2 separate regions of the Mus musculus genome follow, and region 2 is linked to region 1. Evidence: chromatin contacts called from public promoter capture Hi-C data. All regions are on one chromosome and are shown on one strand. Each heading gives the region's core, a stretch centred on a gene start, on an enhancer-like site or on the middle of the called end of the contact. The rest is flanking DNA. Distances are from core to core; before and after follow the strand shown.

Region 1 (5,118 bases), core at 1,577-4,076:
TTTTCCTATGTGTATGTGTGTGTGTGTGTATGAATACAGGTACCTGTGATAGCCAGACACATTGGCACTTTTGAAGCTGAAGTTACAGGCCATTGTGAGCTGCCAGACAGACAGCTGGGAAATCTGTTGTTGTTCCCTGTCATAAAATCATCTGTGCCTGCTTGTAAGCAAACATCCTGCCAGGACTATTGTTGGACAATCGATATTCCCCCAGGAAGGGGTATGGCGTCCTCGGGCCTCTTCTGAGCATCCAGTAGCTCCTCTCAGGTATCTTAGGTGCTGACCTAATTGTGCTTGGCCTCTGGGTCTGGGTGATGGTAGAGTATACTGTCTCCAGAAACGTCCCAGCTCCAGAGGAGTCACGGAAGACTCAAGACTGGGTGAAGACTTCGCTATGATGTTTTGGGTTAACCCATGCTCCCACATTTAGTAAACAATTCCTCAGTCTTTCTGTAAGTAAACTAGGTGGTTCCCCAGGCTGGACTCTGATAGAAGAGTGGAACTAAGATAATTAAAGAGACTAGTAAAAATGGCTTTCAATATACAATTCTGCCAAAACGCATATAGCCAGAGAACACAGAGAATTCAGAGCTGCTTGGTATAGGTGTTGGGAATCTCTGTTCAGTCCTCTGAAAGGGTATGTTCTCTTAACCACTCCATCTCTCCAGCCCTTAAGTTGTTTGTTTTTTAATTACATGTATTTTATATGTATGAATATGTATATGCACTACATGCATGGAGTAACCACAGATGTCAGAAGACGGCACTGAATCCTCTAGCCATGGAGTTATGAACCAAAACTCCGTCCTCTGCAAGAGCAACAAGTGTGCTTAACCACTGAGCCTCTCCAGACCCAATAAATGAATGCTGGTTTCTAAGTCCTCCAGTGAAAATGGAGCTTGTTGCCAAGCCGACAGACCGGAGCCCGAGTACCTGCATGGTAGTGCAGAGCCAAATCCCTCAACTTGTCTTCTGACTTATAAACATGCTGTGCCAAGTACACACCCCACACACACACACACACAAAGATTTTAAAAATGATCACCTCAGGGCTGGAGAGATGGCTTAGCGGTTAAGAGCACTGACTGCTAATCCAGAGGTCCTGAGTTCAATTCCCAGCAACCACATGGTGGCTCACAACCATCTGGAACACATGTATGCCCTCTTCTGGTGTGTCTGAAGAGAGGGACAGTGTACTCACATAAGAAATAAACAGGGCCCAGAGTAGTGGCGCACACCTTTAATCCCAGCACTTGGGAGGCAGAGGCAGGCGGATTGCTGAGTTCGAAGCCAGCCTGGTCTACAAAGTGAGTTCCAGGACAGCCAGGGCTACACAGAGAAACCCTGTCTCGAAAAATAAAAAAAGAAAGAAAGAAAAGAGGGGCTGGAGAGATGGCTCAGAGGTTAAGAGCACTCATTGCTCTTCCAGAGGTCCTGAATTCAAATCCCAGCAACCACGTGGTGGCTCACAACCACCTGTAATGAGATCTGATGCCCTCTTCTAGTGTCTCTGAAGACAGCGACAGTGTACTTACTTATAATAATAAATAAATCTTAAAAAAAGAAATAAATCTAAAAAAAAATCTCAAAATTAAAAGGCAGTCATTCTTTAAAATACTGTTCTATATGATGCATTTTTCTAAGTATTTTACTAGCAATGTGCTTATGTTCAGAATAATGTACACAGCTAGGGATTTGGTTCCGTACTACCCTGTGGGTGCTCAGGTTAGAACTCTGGTCTGCAGGCTTGGCAGCTCCCAAGCTCCCCTTAACCCATCGAGGATTTTGCCTGGACCCATTTATTTTATTCATAAGTGAATACTAGATGGTCCAAAAGAAACAGAGCAAGCCATTTGGAATAGTAATTTGTTTTGTTTGTTTTGTAACTTAGATATGGTCTCATGCAGTCAGGTGAGCCTTCAACTTGCTTCGGAGCCAAGGATGAATAATCTCTCTCCGCATCCTAGGAGGGCTTACAGGTTCCAGCCATCACATGCGGCTTGGAAACGCTCTACAAATTGGATAGCCAAACGTTTATAAAAACATAAAAGACTGTTCCCACAGCCGGGTATGGTGGCACACGTCTTTAATCCCAGCACTTGGGAGGCAGAGGCAGACAGATGTCTGAGTTTGAGGCCAGCCTGGTCTACAAAGTGAGTTCCAGGACAGCCAGGGCTATACAAAGAAACCCTGTCTCAAGACAAACAAACAAGCAAACAAAAGACTGTTCCCAACCTTATCAGTGGCACGGCCTTTGATTCCAGCACTCCGGAAGTGGAGGCTTGATTTCTTTTGAGTTTGAAGCCAGCCTGCTTTACACAGTCATTTCAGGCCAGCCAGGGGTTACATACTGAGAATCCATCTCAAAAAGATAAAAATAACGAACCAAGTCAAAGAATAAATGAAAAGAGCACTTAAGTACAATCAAACTACATGAACACGCGAGAAAGGGACTACAATCTTCCCCAGAACCTAACAGAAACCGAACCATGGGGCCAGCCCACTGGTTTAGCAGGGCTGGGACATTAGAGATGGGAAAAGGAAGTGAGTGGGAGGATCCAGAGGAGTCGAATTCCCCCTCAGATTTTTTTTATCCCCTCGCGTGAATTATTAGCTACAGGAGAGGGGCATCTGCGCGAAGAGAGACAGAAGCAGGTGAGAGAACCTTCCATGACCTTGGCCAGACCCGCCACAGTCTGAGGCGCAGAAGGAACGGAGAGACAACAGCCGATCGCGGCAGCTTCCTACATTCCAAGAAGAGGAAGAGGCGGGGCGTGAGCTGCGGCCTCGGAGACCAACGAATCGGGAGGCCAACGGGAAAGCACGTGCTCGCGCGGGAGCCGCCCCCTCCGGCTGATGGGCCCGCGGCGGCAGTGGAGTGCCCAAGAGCAGCGGCGGTATGGCGGGCGGGGCCCGCGAGGTGCTCACGCTGCAGTTGGGACATTTCGCGGGTTTCGTGGGGGCGCACTGGTGGAACCAGCAGGTCAGGCACCTAGCGGCAGCCCGGCGTTCCCCGCAGACAGTACCGGCCCTGCCCCTCTTCCCCCTCCGCTCAGCCCTGTGACCCCTACAGGATGCTGCGCTGGGACGCATGGCCGAGGACGAAGAGTCGCCAGGCGAGCTGTGCCCCGACGTCTTGTACAGAACAGGCCGGACACTGCATGGCCAGGAAACCTATACGCCTCGACTCATCCTAATGGATCTGAAAGGTGAGGCGATGGTGGGCTCAGCCAAGTTTTCCCGTGTGGCGTGCGAGGGCCCTAGCATCAGTTCACTTCAGATACCGGATCGGGCACAACCCCCGACGATGTCGAAAAGGCAAGTTTACTTCAGGATCTGGCTCTGGAATTGTCAGTATAATGTTAAGCTGCTTGCACTCACACCTACAGACGGACCACAGCTTGTTTTGTTTTTTTGTTTGTTTGTTTTCGAGACAGGGTTTCTCTGTATAGCCCTGGCTGTCCTGGAACTCACTTTGTAGACCAGGCTGGCCTCGAACTCAGAAATCCGCCTGCCTCTGCCTCCCTAGTGCTGGGATTAAAGGCGTAAACCACCACTGCCCGGCTGGACCACAGCTTTTGAGAGAAGGATGGATTCCATATTCCCTGTCCCATCTAATGTATATCCAAGTGCCATGTAGTTGGGCACGCCCTTAATCCCAGCCAAGGCAGGTAGAAGCTCTGAGTTCAAAACCAATTTGTCTGTATTGTTGGAAACTACTCAGGGCTACAAAGGGACACCTCATCTAGGTAGAGAGGAACTGCCACACCATATTCCCTGACAGGTGATCAGTTTAGTCTTGATCACATGACCCCCTAGGTTTAACCTTGCCTTTCATTTCTGGGCAGGTAGTCTGAACACTCTAAAAGAAGAAGGTAACCTCTACAGAGACCGACAGCTAGAGGCTGCAGTAGCGTGGTAAGTACCGCTCCTGTGAGCATGGCCCACTGTGTGTACATAGACGGCTGGAGAACTCTGCTTACTCTTACTCTTTCAGGCAGGGGAAGCTCAGCACACACAGAGATGACGCCCAACCAAAGAACCCAAACCTCCAGGGCCTTCTGAGTGCAGAGGTGATGACGAGGGGTGGGGCTCTGTCCCAAACCTTTAAACCTGCTACAAGCACAGTGGCTCTCCGATGCACAGTAAAAGGTGTCTAGTCACTGTAAATGCCATAGAGTAGTGTTTTTGGAAAAAGCACCGTTGTCTCTGAACTGGCGGGAACCCAGAAACTGGCTCAGAGGTTAAGAGTCGGACCTGTTCTTCCAGAACTCTGCATTGAGTTCCCAGGGTCCACATCAGGCAGCTCACAGCTGTAACTTCAGTCCCTGGGGTTCTAACACCCTCTTCTGGCTTTGGGTACCTCAGGCACGTGGTGCACATAACCTTAAAGATACACGCAGATACACATAAGTAAGGATACGCCCATGGCGGACGAAAACAACCTGGAACTAAAATCTTCTCACCCCTCCCAGGGAGTGCGGAGTAGTGACGGTGCCTGGAGGGCCAAACTGATTCAGAATATCCAAAATGGCAAAGGTGAGATAGCACTTGATGCTGGACACTGGACAGAGGAGCAGCTTGGGGGACGGTCCATCGCATCGGCTGCATCCTCCCACTAGTCATCCCTGCTACAGATTCCAAAATCCTTTATCCCCACAGAGAACAGCATCAAAGTCTGGTCAGACTTCCTCAGAGTCCATCTCCATCCACGGAGCATCTGTGTGATCCACAAGTACCACCATGATGGGTATGGGGGCTGCGGCGGCTGTGAGGCAAAGCTTAGGTCACCCCAACACTGGATAAGGCTAGGGCCCATCTCACCTGCCCTCCAGAACAGCAGACTGAGGAGTTGAGTGCAGGGCTGAGTCTCTTATCGTGGTGATTTTGGCAGGGAGACAGGCCGGCTGGAGGCTTTTGGCCAAGGGGAGAGTGTCCTGAAGGAGCCCAGGTACTTGGAAGAGCTGGAGGACAGACTACACTTCTATGTGGAGGAATGTGACTACTTGCAGGTAGCTGTGTGGCAAGGTGGATGATGTTGGGGTACAAAGTCTCCTCGTCCTAAAGCCCCCGCCCCCATATTTTGGTCTTCATTTGTCTCCAGGGCTTCCAGCTCCT
Region 2 (5,118 bases), core at 1,092-3,591, 36 kb before region 1:
TCACTGGCAGAAATAAAGTCAAGCTGCCCAAATACGAGTGTGGCTCTTTGGTAGAATGCCTGCTAGCAGGGTTAATCTATTCCCCCTGACCCTCCCCCTGACCCCCCACCCCCCCCACACACACACACACAAAAAACCCAACCAGCAACAAACAACAGCTATACAGATACAAAGTAGGCTGTGGAAGCAGTTTAACTTTTTATTTATTTATTTATTTATTTATTTATTTGGTTTTGGGAGACAGGGTTTCTCCCTGTAGACCTGGCTGTCCTGGAACCAACTCTGTAGACCAGGCTGGCCTCGAACTCAGAAATCCACCTGCCTCTGCCTCCCAAGTGCTGGAATTAGAAACATGTGCCACCACTGCCCAGCAACACATTGGAACTTTCATACATACTAAGCTGTCAGAAGTGGTCTGCTTGCTTTGTAAACACAACAAAATTACAAATACCTATCTCATATAGGACAGTGTATATTCTATACATGTTTGACACTTTTAAGTTCTCCCAAGCATAATCTAACCAATCATATTTACCTACTTTCAAAATACACTTGTATTTGGCAATAACAATCTCCTGAGGCACTATGATAATATGGACAATACATTACTAAATTAGTAATCAAAATATCTCAACATTGCCACTAATTTAACACATGACCTTGGAAAAGTACCTCTTTATGCCGGGATTTCCTATTCTCCTATAATTTTTACAGTTTTAGGATTACGAACTGAAAGAGTACTCTGAATATAAAAACTTTATGCACTACTATAAATCCACACGGTCAAAAACATCTCCCCTTATTCTCAGCCTAATAGCGATCACTCTGAGGATGTTGGTCTGGCTTTCATATTTACACAACTGACTCTATTCAAAGGCACAGACTATGTCAAGTTTCTCCCCTTCCTGATCTTAGCATGCATTCTGTATTATCATACTAATCATACTAATGCTAAAATACATGCACATTTATCGACCTAGAGAACACATGTCCCAGCATTTGTTTTTAAATAAGCTAACTTACAAAGGGAACTTCCCCAAATGCAGGCAAACTCTTCCTGAACACTCTCCATCCTCGAATTATACACATATAAACAGAGCAGCTATAAACCAACAGACCATCTGGTCTTCAAGACCCAAAACATTTCTTTCCAAGTAGAAACTAACCAGTGACATTTATTAAACTTATTAACACTCAGATCACTATGTCATGTCTGCATATATTTCCGCCTTTCGAGAACACCACAGATCTTGTACAGGTAAACTACCCGCTGAAGATCATCTCCCTTGCTACTTTTGTCCCTTACTTAAACAGACATAAACTGGATCTTGGGGGATGCTCCAATCGGGCCTACTACACAAACTAACCTGTCAGGGGCACAAGCGACTCCGCCTCCACTCGCTTACTTTCCCGTCCCCCTCCCCCAAACCAAGAGCCCGCTGGTCAGGGACACCCCGTCACCCCGCCTAGAGGGACTTCCCGGTAAGCTCAGGATCCCTATCCCTGCTCTCCCTTCCCCCATCCTCACCCCGCTCTCCCGGAGGTCCAGGTCCGGGGGGGTGACAGCGGATCCCGGGTAGCCAAGGAGAGACTACTTGGGGCCTTCAAAGGCCTGCTCACACCGCACTACTCACCGTGCGAGGCCGAGAGCGCCGAGTGCAGGCAAGTGGAGAGAGAGAGGGTGGCAGCCTGGCGCCTCGGCTTCCCTGGCTCCACACTGTAACCCTTCCCGCTTGTCAGGAGGCGGCCAGCGGGTAAGCGGACCGGCGGAAACGCGAGAGAGGAGAAGCCAAAGGCGTAGGTCGGGAAAGGGGAAACCGAGAGAAGGCGGGTCCGGCAACCGAGACCGGGATCGTCTCCCCCCTCCGCAAAGCGAACCCAAAATGGCGGCGGGAGCGGCAGCGGCGGCGGCAGCGGCGGCGGCGGCGGCGGCTCTGGGGAGGGAGGGAGCGAGCGAGCCAGCGAAGGGCGCCGCGTGCCCCCCCTCCCGCCTCCCACTCCTCCCTCCGCGCGCTCTCCCCGCCGCCCTCCCTCCCTCCCTCCCTCCCTCCCTCACCCGACTCCGGCCGCGCAGCGCGCACGCCCGCCCGCACGCTTCCGAGTGGGTCCGGACTGGTCGCGAGCTGCGCCCTCCAACCACCGCCTCCGGCCGCCCCGCGCCGCCAGCACCGACGCGCTCGCTCTGGGGCCTCCGGCTCGCGCGCTCCCGACTCCCTCTCGGCCCTCACGCGTACCTTCCTTGGCGCGAGCCCGAGCCTCCTCCCTCCTCCTCCTCCTCCTCCTCCTTCTCCTCCTCGGCTCGCCTCCCTCTCTTCCCCGCCCCCACGGCTACCAACGGCAGCCACGGCTGCCGCCGCCTTCGCCCCCACCCCTCGAACGTGCGCCTCCCACAATCCCCCCCGCGGGACGTTCCATTGCGCGCCCCTGCTGGGGCCGGGGAGAAGCGGGCACGCCCGCGCAGACGAGGCTGGCCACGGTGACCGGAATGTTTTGAAGAGCGAGCGAAGGTACCTAGGCGCGGACCTCCTGGGACGGGCCACCGCGACGCCGAGGCTTGCTGCCCGCTTCCGGCCGCGGGGCGGGTGGCGCGGTGCCCCTCCGCTGGGCTGTGGTTGCAGCCGCGGCGACTGCGCGTTGGGTAGCTTCCTGCCACACGACCCGAGCTTGCTTCACAACTGCAGGACGGGTGCCTGGGATCCAGCCGCTGGCGGTGTGTGCGGGTCACCGGAGCAGGAGTCCTAGTGTTGGACTCATGGTAAGGGGACTGAGCCACACAGGGGATGCAATGATGAAGGAGGGAAAGGAGCGTGTATTTGAACTGCCCCGAGATAGGGAATGAGGGCAGCAGTGTCGGTGATCCTCCAAGAGGGCATCCTTCAGACCCGGGGCTGCGGACCTGGGACCGGAGGATGAACGGACAGAACGGCTGTTAATATGTTAATGTAGTTTAACCTTGTTAAAGTCCCAGAGGGTACCTATCCTCTGTGATGCTTGTGTGATCCTTGTGCACTTCTCAAAGATTGTGCGAACTCGGTTTGCAACTGGCAGCCTGATGTTAGAGCAGTGGTCCGCGCAGCCTTCCTAATGCTACGACCCTTTAGTACAGTTCCACATGGTGACTCCCTACCATAAAATTAGTTTTGTTGCTACTTCGTAACTGTAATTTTGCTGTTATGAATCTTAATGTAAACATCTGATATACAGGATATCTGATATGGGATCCCTGTGAAGGGTTGTTAGACCTCTCCTCGGGTCGCCACCCGCAGGTTGAGTGTGTGAGGGGATGAAACTATGCACTGAGATTTTATTTCTGGATTTGATCTTTTAGGCCTTCAAATTTTTCCAAGTTATTTATGAGATGCTGGTAGTAAAAATTAGCTAACCCCAAAATATACCTTCAGGGTTGGAGTATGAAATAATGAGATCATATATGTAAAGCAGAATTAGCTCCTGGGTACGGGGAAAATGCGGAGTATTATTGTTATCATTTACAGTGCTGTTGATGTTGATAAGATTTGTAGGTGTAATTGGTAGTTTGTGTTCTATTCATCTAAATTGCTAGTTAAACCAGACCTATGGCATTCATTGGCTGCTAGTATTTGTTTCCGTGTTGACATTGGATGAGTGAATTCAGGGCATGTGATGTTAAAACCCCAACGTTTGATCTACTCATTTTTAGTCTCCCACAAAAAGCAAAGCAAAATTTTAGAGGAATGGCACCTTAAGTTTCCTTTCTTATCTGTGAATTCTTACCTTTGTGATTCAGGGGAAATTTAAACATTACTGCGTTCCATTCATCTCCAGAACCCATTCAATTAATATTCAGTCTTTTTTTGGAATAGGGGTTAAATTGTCTTTTGAGTGGTTGTTTATTTGTTTGTTTTGACAGTCTCACTCTTTAGCCCAAGCTTGCCTGAAACTCTGACAGTCATCCTGTCTTAGCCTCTTTAGAGGTTGGATTATAGGCATGAACCCATACCTGGTTTTCAGATAACCCAACCTTTCCCTATTGGCTGTATGCATTGGGGATTGATTATCTTTGTGTTTCCTTCTTTGAGTTAAAGAGACAATCAGCCTTAATTGACTAGCTGTGAAGTTACTTTTGCTAACCAAGCCCATGCAGTCTACCCAGGGTTGCAGGAATCTTTCTTCAGTAGCTTCCTGTGTGCAACTTTGTATAGGTGTGTGCTTGCATGTGTGCAGACTGTCCGACTGATTTACAGGGTCTATCTCAAAGGACATGGAAATGTTAAAATCAGTGTCACATACTTAAATACTAGGACTAGAAAGCTTGAAGCTATAATCTCAACACTCCACAAAGTGGAGGCAGGAGGATGGAAACTTGGAGGTCATCCACAGCTATGCAGCAAAGTCTTGACTAGCCTGAGTTCCGTGAGACAGTCTCAGAACAACAGTGGGGTTGGGGTGGGGGGCAGGTGAGAGAAAGTTAGTCTGAAGAGCACTGACGGACTTCTGTACTGTTCCTGTTGAACCCTTACAACAGGGAGACTCTTCCTTTTCCAAGCAAAGCTTGAAGTTCAAAGAAATCTGTAACTTGATCTTTAGACTTTAGTTTCCTAACTTTTCCCCTATATCACACTGCCTTCGTAGTAAAAATTCTTTATTTGTATGTGTGTGTGTATATATGGGTGTTTTGTATACATGTATGTCTGTGCATCCTGTGTGTGTGTGTGTTGCCCCCAGAGGCCAGAAGAGGGTGTTGGGTCACCTAAGATTGTGAGCCCCTGCATGGGTGCAGGAGATGGGGTGAGGCACATTAATTTTCCTTCTGTAGTCCCAGTGTTTCTCCAGGAACCCAAACCTGGGCGAGTAGGAGCAAAAAATGTAGCATAAATATGTTTGATTGTGCTGTGCACATGTGCATGCACACTCTTGGGGTGCCAGAGGTCAACTTTAAATGCCACTATTGAGGAGCTAGTCTACTAGTTATTCCTGTTTTGTTTGTTTTGGGTTTCTCTGTGTAGCCCTGGTATCCCTGGAACTCTGTAGACCAGGCTGAACTTAGATTCCCCTGTGTCTGCCTCCAGTGCTGGATTTAAAGGTGTGTGCCTTTATACCAGGTCAGTAGTTGTTGTTGTTGTTGTTGTTGTTGTTGTT

Evidence for each region. Capture Hi-C pulls out chosen DNA fragments and counts their contacts.
Region 2: a promoter capture Hi-C map of adipose tissue shows a contact between it and region 1. The contact joins the promoter of Dap3 here to the promoter of Msto1 in region 1. A contact is called at or near these places in 6 of 39 promoter capture datasets (cranial neural crest, erythroid cells, liver and 3 more), 1 of 15 datasets of contacts at CTCF or cohesin (the NIH/3T3 cell line), 8 of 484 Hi-C or Micro-C datasets (CD4 T cells, CD8 T cells, double positive thymocytes and 5 more), 17 of 115 datasets of contacts at active chromatin or transcription factors (the 230-238 cell line, CD8 T cells, the HPC-7 cell line and 9 more) and 4 of 9 other capture datasets (adipose tissue, embryonic stem cells, liver and 1 more).

What each region holds. Positions count from the first base shown.
Region 1 is chr3:88,911,658-88,916,775 of GRCm38.p6, reverse strand. Msto1 (misato 1, mitochondrial distribution and morphology regulator) reads left to right here and starts at 2,826. Exons shown (of 14, transcript NM_144898.2): 1 at 2,826-2,983; 2 at 3,074-3,209; 3 at 3,849-3,918; 4 at 3,998-4,073; 5 at 4,476-4,539; 6 at 4,663-4,750; 7 at 4,895-5,012; 8 at 5,105-5,118. The coding sequence starts at 2,900.
Region 2 is chr3:88,947,505-88,952,622 of GRCm38.p6, reverse strand. It overlaps Dap3 (death associated protein 3), which reads left to right and starts at 2,341. Exons shown (of 13, transcript NM_022994.3): 1 at 2,341-2,755. The coding sequence starts at 2,753. It also overlaps a transcript of Ash1l not described here.